2 separate regions of the Mus musculus genome follow, and region 1 is linked to region 2. A link is a contact called in public promoter capture Hi-C data. All regions are on one chromosome and are shown on one strand. The core of a region is the stretch at or near the end of the contact, and the rest is flanking DNA. Distances in the headings are between cores, read along the strand shown.

Region 1 (3,085 bases), core at 383-2,882, 620 kb before region 2:
CACATAATTCTTAAATAGTGCTAGGGATTGAACCCAAGGCCTTGTGAATATTCGGCATCTACTCAACCATTGAGCTATATATACATCTTCCCACTCAGTAAAAGATTTTAAATCCATCTATTATATGTTGGAGTCTTCATGGGCACAGATACTGGCCCACCTACCACCCCCCTCAGTGACACCAGTACTATTCAGCGCATGGACAGACAGTGGGGAGCTGACCTGCTCAGTGACAAAGCTAGAAGGTGGCAGTCAGAATCCCAAACTGCCTGCTTCCTGTTGTGTCTGCCTCTCTGAACACTGTGTTCTTTCAGCTATAACAGTCCAGGTGGTGGAGAAATTCACACTCTATGGGGACGGGGGAATCAATATTCTGCAAAATGACTCAGTGCTACTTATAGAAGCAATGGCTGTAGCTGCTATTATGGTCAAAGAAGTCTTCAGGGAAGGGAGGGCATTTGAGCTGTACCTTCATATTCATTTCTCTATTATCTGCAAGCAATGCGGATCCAGGGACGAATCAGACAAGGTCTTTTGGTTGAGGAATTCACATATGAGTGTTTGAATTCGGGGAGGCTGTGTGTGTTAAATGACTATTAAAAGACAAAGTGGAGGCTGCTGTGGTGGCACACTCCTGTAGTCCCAGCACCTGGGGAGCTGAGGTAGATTGAGCTACATGGTGAGTGGCAGGTCAGCCAAATCTCGCCCCTCCCCCCGCCCCGCCCCCGCGCAAAGCAAGTAAACAAACAAAGACAACACAATAGAATAAGCAGGTCTGTGGTAAAGGCAAGTTTCCTAATTCGGAGTTTCAGAGAAGTCTTTTGGAAGGACTCCTGCCCCAGCTGAAATACGATGGCTAAGCAAGCGTTAGTCACAAGCAGTAAAGGCTTTCTAGGCAGAGCATAAGCATCCCACCAGCAGAGGTGAGACAGTCTCTTGGCTGGCTGGCACACTTTGTGGCTAAGCTTACTAGTTATAGAAGCTAGAAGGGGCGTGGACTTGCAGGTCTGAGTGGATCACTGAAGAGCTGGTGGACTGCCCGATGGATCTTTGGTCTCAGTGATCGCGGCTCGGTGGCGGCTCCCCCTCTCAGTCATAAAGCGTGGCTTTTTTTTTTTTTTTTTGTACGTGGATGAGAACACTTCGGGAAGTCAGACCATCCATCCATCCCGACTCAGCTGGTGCCAAGCGGGTCCCCGCCCTCCACTGGAGGCTCTGTTACCATAGCAACTAGGTTAGGGCGGAAGTGGCTTAGAGGACTGACTCTCACTAATCAGGTGACTCTCCAGACTTCTGCACGTGACACGACATACCAGGCGCGCGCTCTACCTAATCAAGAAGCCGTCCCTGTTTCACTGACAACTGACAGCGCTCTAGAGCAATAGCCCACGAGGCTTCCCTAGGAGACCACACCCCTCAATAGGGAAAGGGCCAATTAGGCTGAGGCAAAGAGAAGTTACGCCCCAGGTTTAGCCCGGGTTTGACAGACGCAATTGAGGCCATCCTAGAGTCCCTCCGCCCCTAGCCATTGCGGCCGACGACGGACGGGCCCACTGGCCAATAGCACGTCCCTTGGCCGCCACCGGGTCCCGCCCTCTCAGAAACGGAACCAATGAGCACGCCAGCTCTGGGCCGGGTGGAGGGGTTGCACTGCGGTAATATGGCTCTTCCTTAGCCAGCGGCGGTGGCCAGCGCGGGCGCAGAGCTGCTGGGGCTCTCGGTGCCCGGTTTCTAGGCTGTAGGGGCTCTGCGAATCACAGCTCGGGAGGCAGCGGCCGATGCGGGAGGACTGCCCACCTGGCCGCTCGGCGGCTCAGGGGTCCAGATGAGCTCCTGCGCCTCGCTCGGGGGCCCGGTGCCCCTGCCACCCCCGGGCCCGTCCGCCGCGCTGACGTCCGGTGCCCCCGCGCGGGCCCTGCATGTGGAGCTGCCGTCTCAGCAGGTGAGCCGGCCGCGAGCCGGGGGGCGGAGAAGGTTGGCGGGGCTCGCAGGGCTGAGGAGGGCTGACAGGAGGAGGAGCCCCCTCCCCGGCCGTTCCCGCGCTCAGACCCCCGCATCCCTCCAAGAAGGCGCCGGGGAGCCCTGCCCCGCTGGCCGCCGCCGCGCTTTCCCTTTCGCTCCCCGATCGAGGAGTCGGTTTTCTGCACTTATTCTTAGCGTTTCGGGTGCTTCCTTCCGCTCCTCCTGAGGAAGGTATTTGGGACGTTGGGGTTTCCTTTCCAATCTCAGATCCTCATGGCACACTCCACTCCCTCGGGTGAGTGTCTGGAAGGAGGATTTGAAGTAAATATTCATAGCTTGTATCTCACGTGTGTGTGTGTGTGTGTGTGTGTGTGTGTGTGTGTGTGTGTGTGTGTAATAAGGACAAGAGAACACTGACTTTGGGAATCTGACAAAATTCTTGGCAACACCCGCCTATCAGTACATCTTCCACTGGCCTCCCTCAGTCCCTCGGGGAGACTCTGCAGGAACCTTAGCATTGAAGAGGACCTGGAGAAACTGTCAGTCATGGAGAGGTTACCGAGCTGGGTCTGTGCAAAGTGAGCATTGAATCGTCACAACTCCATGAGATAGCTGGTTTTATTGTCCCGGTTTCTCAGTTCTAGGAACAAGCTTGCTCACTGCCTCTCTGTTAGTGTTTCTGGTGGGGATGGATTTCCAAATACAGAGTCTGACTCCAGCTTGTGCTCAGCAGCAATAGTTTGCTTTAGACTTGAGAGCAGCTGCTCCACCACGGTCCACAGGACGAGCTCCCTCAGACCCTTTCTGTAACTTTCCATCCTTGCAAGAGACAGGAAGGAGCCACTTAGGAGCGCAGAGGCTATGGGAGAGAGGGCCAGGCATAGAGTGCATCGGAATGTAAAGGAAAGAGCAATGTTGCACCCCACCCCCCCAACCCGGTGCCGGATGAGGTGCCGGATGAGTAGGGAAGCAACGTTAACTGCAGAAGCAAGGCTCTGTAGTAGGAGAGAATTTAGCAAATCAGAAGGCATGTGCCCAGGTTTTGTAGTGCCATTGGAGAGGGAGTTTGGAGAATATTAGGAGTTGGAAAGGAATGAGGCTTGTATTGCGTTTCCAGGTCGTG
Region 2 (3,389 bases), core at 488-2,987:
TCTAAGTCTTGGAGGCTGCGAGTCTAAGCAGTGAGGGCCAGACTCTGGCAAGGTTCTCACACAGAAGGTGAAGGGTGGATGTGATGTGGAAGGAAGGAAGACATCTAGAGCAGGAAGCTGGAGAGTTGGTGTGATGGGTGGTTTCTGTCAACTTGACAGGATCCTACACATATCTGGAAAGGAGGATTCTTGACTGAGAAAATACCTTTATCAGATTGGCCTGTAGGTGAGTCTGTAGTGCATTTTATTGATTAATAATTGATGTGGGAGGGCCCAGCACATCCTGAATGATATCAGAAAGCAGGCTGAGCAGGCCATAGGAACAAGCCAGTGAACCATGTGCTCCCATGGTTTCTGCTTGAGTCTCTGCCTCCAGGTTCCCACCTTGAGTGCCTGGCCTGATATGATGATGTACTATGACATGGGAGGGGAAAGGAACCCTCTCCTCCCTAAGTTGCTTAGGTTGTGGTCTTTATCATAGCAATAGAAACCTAACTAGCACAGAGGGCTATGCCAGGCTCAGAAGGGCTACATCATAATCTCCCAGAAAGACTACATCATAACCTCTCAAAAGTGCTACATGAATTCCTTTTGAGGACAGAGTCCCAACAACCTAAGATACTAACTTCCACCTCTTAAACATTCCATCAGCTCTCATGTCACCACCTAAAGACCAAGCTTCCAAAACATGAATCACTGGGAGGGACATTCAACATCCAAACCACGGACCCCATTCACAATTCTGCAAATGTCATTTGAAAGGTCATATGTTGCTTCTCTCTTCCAATATACATTCATGTATTTCTTTTCTGTTACTGCCAGAATTCCAGATCATTTCCAGATTTTTGCCGTTATGAAAATATTCTTGATCTTTGTTCCCATTCTGGACTTTCACCCCTTAGAGCTGATTCCTGGAATCCCAGCACTGTGATCTGAGTTCATGGTTTTTCTTGGCCACACTCAGAGGGGTGAGTCTGTTAAGCTTTGCCCCGTGACTCTGTAGAGTCCCTGCCTTGGCCTGCTTCTCGGAGCCTGAGATCTCTAGTCCAGACACACTCACACCTAAGGCTGCTAAGAAGATGGATGGGCTGTGGCCCACCTGGGACAAGAAATGGGCCTCTTCTAGCCTCTATTCAGATTCTCTGCCTTTCCAGGGCTATAAACAGATGACCTGGAGCCAACAGAAGGAAGCCACACACAGGCATGGGGAAAGCTGAGAGAGGCGAGGGGCAGTATGGATGCTGAGCAGATCTGTGTTTGTAAGCACTCACAGGGCAGAGGAGCAAATGCTGGGGTCAGGTCCTCCCATTCTGGGAAGGATTGCACAAGTCAAAGATGCTGGGACTTGGGAGACTACCAGAAAGAGCATGTAGCAATAGAAACACCTTCCTTGACAGATGAGGTGGGGCAGCGGGCCTCTCCAAACCAAGTCCAGAGACACTGAATCTTATCCCACAGGCAGAAATTGGCAGTAATGTCTAAACTGAGAATAATCTTTAGGCTGTTGGGGATGGGGGGCAAGATAGAGAGTGGAAACTGAGTGAATGTAGGGAGACACCACCCAGCTTGAAGACGGTGTCAACACTGTGGCAAAAGAACCTGATCAAGGAGATGAGCGACACTGGGGACACAAGATGGAAAAAGTTACAATGACTGTTAGGGACAACAGTTTACAGACAACAGAACCAGGGCATCTGGATTCCAGTATTGCCTAAGTATGACCTGGAACAGATCTCTGGCTTACATCCAGGCCTCTGTTCCCACTATTCTACCTCTAGAAGGTCGCACCGGCTCATCTCTGAAGACCTTTATGCCTTTGAAATTCTGTGCTCCGCAGGCAGCCAGGCAGCCAGGGTTCCTGCAGGGAAGAGAAAAGCGGAGCCTGATTCTGAGCAAAGAAACGCTCAGGAAACAGGGAGCAGGGAGCAGGGAGCAGGGAGCAGGGAGCAGGGAGCAGGGAGCAGGGAGCAGGGAGCAGGGAGCAGGGAGCAGGGAGCAGGGAGCAGGGAGCAGGGAGCAGGGAGCAGGGAGCAGGGAGCAGGGAGCAGGATGGGTCAGGGTTCCAGCTCGGTCTCTCCACCTCATCCATCTTGTTAATCACAGCAGGGTGGCCCGGCTGAGGCCAGAGACCAGATGCAGAAGAGAGGAACTGTTTCAGCCGGTAGATCAGAGAGGAAGTATGGAGAGCTTCCAAAATGCTGTGAACGAGTTGTGGGCTCTGGCTGGGTGCCATCAGTCTTTAGTGAGCCAGATTCGGGGAGGCAGGCCCATTTCCCCTCCTGCATCACACCAGCAAGGTGATGAAGAGCCCTGGGGAGCTGACAACATTTGAAAGCAAACCTTGCCCCCCACTCCCCCCCCCTGCCCTCCGGAGCTAAATAGATGTCACGTGTCACCTGGCTGCAGTCTAAGGCTGCATCCTCCCACCCCACCCCAAAATGCACAGCTGCAGTCAGCAGGCTGCTCTGTCTCTCCTGGCCTTAGCTAGTTTCCAGGATGGTTGTTGCTCCCTTGGCCTTAATGCAAGATGGCTGCCACTGGCAGTGGAGGCCCCATGCTTGCCTGTAGCTATCTGGCTAAAGAGAGGCAGTGGAGATGGTTCTCCTGGCTGGGGTTGGAATTCCTTTTCTTTACTCTGAATGGGACAAATTGGGTTCGGTTTCCATCTCATTACAGCATCTCTGGGAATGCCCTATACTGACTGGCTTGGAGCAGTTGGGATCTAGAGTGAACGCTGGGAGTGGGGAGTACGGCCAAACAGAATTGGGGTTCTCCGAGGTGGTGACAGTGTGCTTATGGGCCCCTCAGTCTCAGCACTGACCAAACTAGATAGGGCAGGCACCAGGCCACCAGGGCACTGAGGGAAGGAGTGTGAGGAACTAGGGCCACCCAAAGGGTAGGTGGCAGGGACTGACCTGAGAAGACACAGAAATCCAAAGGGCTTCAAGCTGCACCTAAAGCCCGAGAGTGATTCCTCCGGGCTCAGCCAGTCTGTCCCCTAGGGCTGGCTCTGCTCCAGCCTGAGGGTGCACACCCATCACTAAAGCTGCCTCAGAGCTGACTTTGGACTAGATCCACAGCTGGGGATGTGGGTTTGAACTCTGGCTCTGAGCTTCTGTGTTCTCTGGCAGATGGGGTTAGGGGCCCCACCTTTCAGTGCCGCTTGGCTTCATTCCTGGAGGGCTGGGCGAAGTGAAATAGAGCTCTGCTAACTGTGAAGTGCTGTGTTACCACTGGGCTTCCCTTCTGCTGAATACATTAAGCCCTGGAAAGCTGTGGAAGGAGCAGACAGGCTTTGAATCTACTTGGCAATGGAAGAGATGTGTCCCAAGAGCGTTGGTGACCTGCTCAAGGTCATACAGGACTAGAATGTAGCCCTAGGGTTCCAG

What was found. Promoter capture Hi-C pulls out the DNA fragments that hold promoters and counts their contacts.
Region 1: a promoter capture Hi-C map of the 3T3-L1 cell line shows a contact between it and region 2, with 3 times the contacts expected there. The contact joins the promoter of Uvrag here to the enhancer-like site in region 2. A contact is called at or near these places in 4 of 39 promoter capture datasets (the 3T3-L1 cell line, 3T3-L1-derived adipocytes, pre-B cells and 1 more), 2 of 115 datasets of contacts at active chromatin or transcription factors (forebrain and memory CD8 T cells) and 1 of 9 other capture datasets (embryonic stem cells).

The regions. Positions count from the first base shown.
Region 1 is chr7:99,139,691-99,142,775 of GRCm38.p6, reverse strand. Uvrag (UV radiation resistance associated gene) reads left to right here and starts at 1,632. Exons shown (of 15, transcript NM_178635.3): 1 at 1,632-1,942. The coding sequence starts at 1,826.
Region 2 is chr7:98,523,014-98,526,402 of GRCm38.p6, reverse strand. No RefSeq gene overlaps it. Among named protein-coding and RNA genes, the nearest start is that of Gm23040, 18 kb to the right of the region's middle. Within about 2 kb of position 1,737, at least 115 of the 459 cell types and tissues checked have an H3K27ac peak or open chromatin away from gene starts, as enhancers often do. A contact at or near this core is called in forebrain, where this site is marked.